Linked DNA regions of Anas platyrhynchos: region 2 is linked to region 1. The links are chromatin contacts, called in public Hi-C maps. All regions are on one chromosome and are shown on one strand. The core of a region is the stretch at or near the end of the contact, and the rest is flanking DNA. Distances in the headings are between cores, read along the strand shown.

The links. A called contact is a pair of places that touch in the nucleus more often than the background predicts.
Region 2: a Hi-C map of skeletal muscle shows a contact between it and region 1, with 2.9 times the contacts expected there. The contact joins two enhancer-like sites. A contact is called at or near these places in 2 of 8 Hi-C or Micro-C datasets (liver and skeletal muscle).

What each region holds. Positions count from the first base shown.
Region 1 is chr6:27,867,364-27,871,495 of IASCAAS_PekinDuck_T2T, reverse strand. SUFU (SUFU negative regulator of hedgehog signaling) reads right to left here. Exons shown (of 13, transcript XM_072039740.1): 11 at 3,934-4,072. Among named protein-coding and RNA genes, the nearest start is that of TRIM8, 26 kb to the left of the region's middle. Within about 2 kb of position 2,360, at least 2 of the 8 cell types and tissues checked have an H3K27ac peak or open chromatin away from gene starts, as enhancers often do.
Region 2 is chr6:27,937,642-27,942,444 of IASCAAS_PekinDuck_T2T, reverse strand. ARL3 (ARF like GTPase 3) reads left to right here. Exons shown (of 6, transcript XM_072039747.1): 3 at 583-699. Among named protein-coding and RNA genes, the nearest start is that of SFXN2, 10 kb to the left of the region's middle. Within about 2 kb of position 3,109, at least 1 of the 8 cell types and tissues checked has an H3K27ac peak or open chromatin away from gene starts, as enhancers often do.

The DNA.
Region 1 (4,132 bases), core at 1,111-3,610:
TATTTTAGCTTAAGAATCTAGAATAACATTGAGAAAGAGCAGAGTAATAGAGGCAGGGCCAGGATCCAGTTCTCCAGGGTAACATTTAACAGGCTTCACCATGGGACTATTGTGATTTTTTGCAATTACCTGCCTCATTCACTACACACCTTCTAATTCTGACAAACAAACGAAGTGGAAGTCCTATAGGCGAGAGGCTACCTTGCTCCATACTCCTGATTCATTCCCAAAACACGCTGTACGAGGCAGGCATACCTCGTAGAAAAAAATAAATCTAATCATTCAATTAGATATGGCACTGAAACAGGCATACGTAACAGGGGCAAGACTGTTGTTCAAATACTTCTGAAATTCGGTATGCTTGATTTTGCAGTTAACGAGGACTCGTTAACTACAGGTTTGTTTTTTACTGCACCGTATTGGCTTGTATGCCGGAGTTTGCAGCAATATCTGATGCGTAACATGCACGTTGCACATGATCAAAGACTCGACTGTCATCTTCTTCCCTAGAACAATGACTGCCTAGAGCAGCAGGAGCAGAAATTATCTGAAGGTAGTGTTAAACAACCCTCCTTCTCCCCTCTGGGGAGAGTAAGCAGTCCAGGTGAGCAAGGTAGGAGGGGAGAACAGTCTGCTTTGTGCGAGACGGGCAGAGAGCTCCACATAAAAGCAGGGGAGCTTTGCAGAAGCATGTCCTGACTCCCATCACTGGAGACTTAATGATGGTAATTCCCAAAGGATGATGCATGCTGACAGGCTTTGACACAAACTACCCCAGGATAATATTAATATGTATTAAAGGCTCAGGCAACTTTATTGGGTCGGGCTTGATCAGTAACACATTTCAACAGAGCGTCTCTATCATCTGCCTGAGCATAAGTAAGGGAGGGAAGGAGAACACACGCACGACCTCACCTTGCTTCGGGTAGGTTTACAGACAAACAAGGCTGATCTGTGATGGACTGCATGCTTGGCACAGCTCACACCAAGGACCTGGGACACCCTACCACGAATACAAATGTCTCTGTGGGGCAGTCACTGTCAGTCTGTGTGCATGATCAACATCCTTAACCCCCTGACATTGGGCCAGGCAGCTCCTGCACAGCCTTTCACCGTCCATCTGGGACATCCACCCCTCGGGAAGGAGAGGAGAGGAGGCTGGGGGTGCTGAGGAGGCAGTGTGGGGACACCGCTGCCACAGCACTGGGGGAAGGGGGAATGGAAGAAAGAAGGGCGGAAGCCTTTGATCATGTGTGATGTTAATGCAAGTGTTACACATCAGAGACTCTGCCACAGTAACTAGCATATAAACAGGAGTCTAGTGTTAACAAGGAGGGCTTCTTGAATATGTTTGTATGTTCCTGAGTCAAAGCAATTTCCCTATTCAACAATACATGACACGGTGGAAGAAGTTCAGAAATAAACCAGCCCGACATGCTTAGACCTTTAATAGAATTTAGCTTCTTAGAACTAATTAAATGTTACTTAAATGAAAAAAAAAAATTCCAAGTACTTGGGAAAGGTGCCAATTTGACAGCTCTGGAGAATGAAATAATCTAATCATCCCCAGAGCATGGGCAGCAGCAGGACAGGCTTTCCCCTAGTAACATACCTCGAACGTGACCTGGAAAGGCTGTTGATAGAAACGGGGGCGTACAATCATCGTGGTCTAATGACTTTTCTGCTGAGGCTGCTAAAAACGCTCCTGCCGAGCGCCAGCTGCCCGCTAGGAACGGCGCCGGGACCTGCCAAACCCCTGTCAACCGCTCACCGTCCATCAGGCGACCCTGATCAGCCCGGGCTGATCGACTGACCCACCTCGGACACTCTCCATACGAGCCCAGGAGATGTGAACAGGATTTGCTGTGTTTAATCTGCACTTTTGGGCTCCCACTTGGGCCCGAGAGGAGCCAGCCTGCTGCTGCATGGGATGGAGGCCGGGATTTTTGCTGTCTCCTCCCCGGGAGGAGAGAGGCCTGCTGTCTCTCTTCCTCCCCATGGTCCCTCCGTTGCCGTGCCTTTGCAGCAAGCCTCTGCATTGCAGTGCTGCGTTTCAGGCGCCAGCTCTCCTCGGAGCTCATCGCCGTGCCTGGGGTCCCGAGCGAGGGAGGAGGCAGAGCCCCTCCGGGCCTCGCTGTGAAAGCTTTGTGGGGCCTGCCAACTCGGCCAGCCCAGGCTGCGAGGGGCTGAACCCAACGCAGCTCGCCTCCTCGGAAATTCTGCGCACCACAATTTCTTTTGCCTTCTGAAGCAAAGCCACACGAACCTCCCTCCTCCGCTCCCAACACCACAAGGGACTGCAGCTGAAGCCTCTCGTTGCATATTAAGCCAAGAGCCTCAGACACTCCCACATGCATCTCACACAGCCGGGTGCTCCTCCTCTTGTCCCAGGCTGCTTCTGGCCTCCCTTCCTCCCCCACCCGGGCTGTCCTCCTTCATTCCCATCACAGGATGGGGCAAGAGCCAGCACAAAGGCAGTCACGTCAGAAGAGAAGATCCGATGCACTGACCTTGTGTAGGAGACAAGCGAGGGAACTTGCTTCTCCCTTCCCTGCAGGAGACAGAAAGTCTCCACCTTTCCCTCCCACCTACTCCAAAAAAATACCTAATTTTTGGTGTCCCAGTGACAGCAACCAGGTTCCTAAGGGTTAACATTAGCTGCTTGTCTGAATGGTGACCTAATTATTGCCATTCTTCACTCTTAGAGGTTACCTGACTACTCCACACATCAATACATTTCAAGATGTGATGTAAATGCAAACAAACACTCTTATGTTTGGAGTTAACACAGTCACAAGATCCCGTGTATCATGTGTTGGCAAGCACAGGAACCAACAGCAAATGACCCACCCTTAAACCTGACCGTTTGCTGTTAATCATTACAGGAGCGTTGCACTTTCCAGCCAGTACAATCAAAGCACGCAAGTTCTTTGAAAATCCCTACACGAGATGATTTCAGCCAAGATCAGCTCCTTTACAAGCCGTACAGGCTTCAAGGTATGATGTCCTCCAGACATACGAACAGAGGCAGTGGAATGCCTTGAAAACAAGTCAGGGGAAGGTTAAATGCAACGCTGCAATGCTAAAACAAACCTCTGCCTTAAAAGCAGAAGGGGAGGCAGGAATGCCACAGTAACAATGAAGGCAGAGAGGCACTGCATGTATACAGTCCCTCAGAAATAGGCTTTTCTGCACAAACACATTCCCTAAAGCTTTTTTTTTATTATTATAATTATTTTTTGCAATATGTTTATAACCATGAAGAAATTCAAGGTTAGAACAGCGCTGTGCCACCATATCGTTAGTGCATCACTGGCTCCGTAGGGCTGACCCTCAACACCAAGCAGATGGGGAACTTCCAAGGGAAATATGGTGCAGAAAATGTGTGGGTGCTTCAAGCAACCACAGACTTTCATCAAAGAATCAATAGGAAAGAGGTATAACTGAAAGAGGCTGCACTATCTGTGCTGCTCTCCTGTAAAGGACGATGTAAAACTGAGATCCCGACTCTGTAGGATCAAAGTCCCACAGCTTTCTCTCGAGATCAGCTTGCTACTCTTCTGCCCTGGCTCCATTCTTGTTTAGGTCATTCCACTCTGCCTCCCCAAATTCCTTTCTGGAAGAAATCGTGAGTAAATACAGCCTGCAAAGTGTTTGCTGACTCCAGGAAATGGATACTACTGTATTCATAGATGATTTTAGAACTTTCCAGCTACTGCATATCAATTTGAGCTCTGTTAATATAAATTGTAACATCTCACCATTATTTTTTGAGTCCATAGTCACTGAAAATAGTACCCCAGAACTATAAGAAACGTTGCAGCAAGAACTAACAGGTTTGTTACACTTCTAAGCCACGTAAGCCCTTAGCAGGATCACTTTTAGGACACTGTAAAGGAGGAAGGGAGAGAAAAAGGAAGAAGGCTCTCTCACTTGTAACCAAGGTCCATGTGCTGCATAGGGGTGCTCTTCTGTTGCAAATGCTCCTTCTACTCCCGTTGATACAAACGTGATTGCTGTGTCCCCTGTAATACTTTTATACGTAAAGTGCCGTCCATGTAAGAGCCTCCCCCTAGGGAATAAAACATGCGTGTGAATTAAAAGGCTGCGAGCAGCATTCAACAGACTGATG
Region 2 (4,803 bases), core at 1,860-4,359, 70 kb before region 1:
CCCCAACACCCCGCTTCCAAGCCCCAGTCCCCTGGGTGGTGTGGCAGCACGTTGCCAGCCCACGCCACATCCTGTTTTTCTACTTGAATGCCCTTTCAATCGGTGCTGTAATTGATGAAATGGACCCTTCAGACATGCAGCTGTTGCTCCTTTAAGCCTGGCATTCGCTGCGTCGTGTCGAATTGAGCTGAGACCTCTGGCTTCGTGTTAGCCAGGGCTCTACTCAGCTTTCACAGGCTTGGTCCTGCTTCTCACAGCGCCCTTGTTTTTCTCCTTATCTGCAGCTCTCCCACCTCTTCCTGCACCCACCCTGCTGAGCCTTCCCGGGGCACTAACTGCATCCTATGTTTCCGTAGCCATGACAGCATCAACCCTTGACCCAGGAGCACAGGCGAGCTGATGGCTTGGCGTCTGCCTTCGCTTTTCGGTGCCTCTCCTGCAGCCGATCCATCTTTGGGGCTGCCTGGCCCACCTCGCTGCACGTTGCAGGCCCGGGATATATAAGGTGTTAACATCTGCCTGTGAACGTGATCCAGCCATTCAGGTTTATGCTCTATGTGGCTTTGTTTCTGCTCTTTCCAGGGCTTCAACATCAAAAGCGTACAGTCCCAGGGCTTCAAGCTGAACGTATGGGACATAGGCGGACAGAGGAGGATCAGGCCGTACTGGAGGAACTATTTTGAAAACACTGATATCCTTGTGAGTATTGGCTGCGCTTGAATGCTGTGTTCATGCAATGGCTTTCCAAGATCTCGGCCAGAAATTCAGGAACAAGCACTGTAATGTCCCAGGCCTCAGCAACACCATTGCCATTGTAACAGGAGTTATTCTGAGGAAAATGGCAAGATTGGTTGGGTGCAGTAAGAAAAATACAGTGATGTTTGGAGAAATCATTCAGTTGTATGTTTTTGCTTTCACAGGATGGGGCTGGTCAGAGCTAGCCCGTTCCTTTCCTCTCATCTCAGGCTCTTTCACATGAAGGAACATTAATAACTTTTAGCATGCCCATCTATAGCTCCTTTCACTGGAGGCTCCCAAGGCTTGTCATGGGTATTAGTGACACAGCTGGAGAAACTGAGGCACGGAGGAATTCAGTGTCACGTCTGGCATCAGATAGGAAGGCTTCTGGTTGAGGGGCATAGAGAGACCCCTTGTCTTTTCCTTCGGTCCTTTAATCACTAGACTGTCCTTTAATGTTTTTGACGACTTAGCTGCAATTACCTTACAATTTGCTGCAGTTTACTACAATTGTAATTACACCACAGGACTGTGCCAGAGCCCTGGGACCCTCCGAGTGAGTGCTGACTAGTTTCAAAGAGCACCTCTAAAACTCAGCCACACATGCAGTGGGCTGGGGGCTCCAGGCCCACCCTCCTGCCGAGCAGCGTTGCCAGTGGGAGCAGAGAAAAGGCTGCTCTGAGCAAGGCCTGCAGGCTCCCATGGGAAAGCAGGAAGCTCTCTCTGAAAGACGCCCTTCCTCCCTTCTGTCACACACACTCACCAACGTGCTGGGAGCTTCAGTGCGCTTCCACGGAAGGATCAGTGCTGCTAGGAACTAGGAACAGGACCCTTTGCTCCAAGGCTCGTGTCTGGAAAGGCCGGGCAGTACCTGCAGGCTTAGAAAACGTTGTCCAAACAAAGCTGTTATTGGGACTAAAAAGTCCCCAGCAGCCTCTCTGCAGATTCCCCTTTTTCAGCATTAATTTCTAATCCGATGTCTGAGGTCAACCACCGTGGCATAAACCCAGGCAGTTGCTTTTGCAAAGAGCCATGGTGTGATCTTCCCAGGGGGAAGCTCTGTGTCTGAAAAACCAGCAGGACAAACAGCCCGTACCCCTCTGTGGCAGTCAGGAAGGGGAGCACGGCGTGGCTGTGAGGCGATCAGGCCCACTGAGTCCAGGCTCTGCAGCTGCATGCGGTGGGGAGGCCGTAGGTTTGCAAATCAAAGTCAACACTGCAAAGCAGCAGCTAGGGGATCTTTGTCTCTGCTACAGCAGTTGCTCAGGCTGCAGAGACTGCGCAACTGCAAAACACTATCTGGAAGTCTGCTGGCAAAAAACAATGAGCTGTGCTGTGGGCTTCCCCCCTTCCCAGGGCGCATGGGAGAAATAAGGGTGAATTTTAAGGCTGGAGGAGATGAAAGCAGTTGTGTTCCCAACCTCCTCCCTTCCCAGCTAAAGCAATGCTCAGAGAAAACCTTTCTTTTCATACAAGTAAGAAAATAGGTAGAAGCCAAGTCAGTTTGGGGGAAGGAGCAGAGTGAATTCAGAGAGGGAATGAGTGGTGTGCGTGTGGGCCTGAGCTCTCCCGCCTGCATTCCCTGATGGCCAGCTAGCAGCCAGTCCCAGGCTGGGAGCTGTCTGCACGTTAGTGCAGTGCTTTGCCACGTCCATACACATCAAAACCGGGATAGCAGCTAAAAGGATGGGACTGAGCTCTCCTGCCAGCCCTCACACCCCTTACAACTGGTAATTTATCCCCTCTGTCAAACCTGGTGCAGGTCACACCTCTGTAAATTGAGCTACCTTATCCCTCATACTATTTCCTCATCCAGCCCCGCTGCTTGCAATTTCTCCTCAGCCCACTTGCTCCGGGTTTTGTTTTGGCCTGTTGCTCAAAGGAGGCACCCAACTTTACAGGAATTTATTTCTCAAGCTCCAGTACAATGTACTCAAGGGCTGTTCAAACTGGTGAACCATGCTACAAAACACTACAGCCAGAAACAAGATCTTGTGTGGGCCTGGCTGTAGAAGGAGGATAGAAATAAGATACGCCACAGTTCCCAGGACCCCCTGCTTCTGTCTTCTCCTAAACTATATCGCACAAAGCAGAAAGGACCCTCTAAAGGGTATTAAAAAGCAGGAAGTGATTGCAAATTCAAATCCATGCAGGTGCCTTTGAATGAGAGCTCGGTCTTGCATCACACACCTGTGATATTTGGAAGCTTAACCCAGGCAAATAAGGTGTGGATATCTGGCTGATTGCATATTCAGACAGGCACCTGCAGCTATTTGGCACAGTGCTCTCTGGTTTGGAAGTAGGCACTCCGCACATACTTCACCTTCTCTGTGCTGTGCTTCTGTGGCTTTCGCCCTGAGCGCTGTTGTCTCCAATTCTTATCTCGCGAGATAGCTCCCTCACAAGGAACGGAGAGAAAGCCTGCCTGGGACTCAGGGCTCTTCCTTGCCAGTGAGAGAAGCACCATAACAGGGGAGGTGCCACCTCCCAGACGAGAAGCAGCGCGCTGAGAACACTCACGTGAGCAGCCCATCCGTGTGTCGCTGAGCTTCCCCCGAGACATCCTGAAGGAGGAAAGATGACAGTCAAGTTTCACAACCACCAGCCTGCAGCTTCTCCCTTTCTTTTGGCTTGTGCTTCCTGCCCCGAACGGGATGCCCGGGGAGGATGGGTGCAGCTGATGCAGTATTGCTGAACGTATTTGGGATCACGCTGCGGGGAGAGGCTGTCACACATACCCGTGGGCCTTTCCCCCTCACGTGGCATGTGCGCTGCTGTCACATCCCCGTGCAGCTGCGTCCAGCCCCGCCGCGTATCCCCCAGCCTCTGTCAGCACGCATCAGCCTGCCCTTGGGAGGATGACAGACCCCGAGCGATCAGCAGAGGACTGCGAGGCTGCTGGTTGTCCTCCTCCTCGAGCCTGGCATGCAGATTCTCCCGATGTGCGTTCGGTCCTGTTCTAAACAAGCCCAGCACTGCTCATTAAGGGAGTGACTGCAGTTTGCTGCTAGAGGTCTTCCCTTCCCCCAACTATTTGGTCAAAAATATCCTGGAAGCGTGGAGTCTTAACGCTGAGACTGCCTGCGAGGATGCCATTTATCTTGATGGCGGGGTGCTGTGCTCATCTATTCCCTCAAAACCAGGCTGACACTTGCTCCCTGTAAGCCACCAGAGCATGCATATGACATGCTAACGTCTTCAGTCAGCGCTGATGGAGAATGGCAGGGACTGGAAGCAAAAGGCTCAGTGTTTGTCACCAGTCCTGGCCCTGTCTGCTGCCCCAGCATCCTTCTCCTTCAAAAACCTTCCCAAATAATAAAAAAGGGGTGCCAGGTGGTTCTTGCTTGGGTGTTATATTGAGGTTCCCCAATTTCTTTAAATGTGCATGCTGATCTGCAGTAATACTGCTGCAGGAAGGGAGGGAGGATGGCCAGACTTACTATTTACTCGTCTAGGAGGACCTTCAAGGAGCCTTTTAGCCCATGCAGACTGAGAGCTGCCTCTGCTGGGAAGCTCTTTGCATTTACAGAAGGAACTCAGCACATGGAATGCCGCTTGGAGGCGGTGGAGACCCCCTGCCAAGGCAGGGAGCCTGCAGGCTGGAGAACCACCCTTCTGCCCACCCTTCTGTCTGGCTGGGACCTCCTCGTGGGCTGTGAGATGTGGTGCCCAGCTCTGAGGGGGCGGCAGGACTGTGTGGTCACGCTTGGTGAGCCAGCTGCTCCCTGTCTCCTCCACCGCCCTGGCAAACAAGCTGGCAGCTGAAGATGGAGTCTTGCAAGCAGGATCCAGCCATCATCCCTGCCCGCCTGTTCCAGGAGGTTGCAGGAGGAGAGAAACTCACTGTCCCCAATATATTCCTGCTTCCTCTGTCCCCTGAGTGCCATTAATAGATACCACGGAGGCAGCAAGAGCATTCCCAGTGCTGCCACCAGCTCCTTTCTGATCCCAACCATGTGGCTGTCCGCTCCCCCTGGCTTTTCAAAAGGTGGTTCCTCTCCTCTCTGAGCGTCACCAAGTTTTGTCAACATTTGCTATGTAAATAATATCAAGCATCTTTATGCC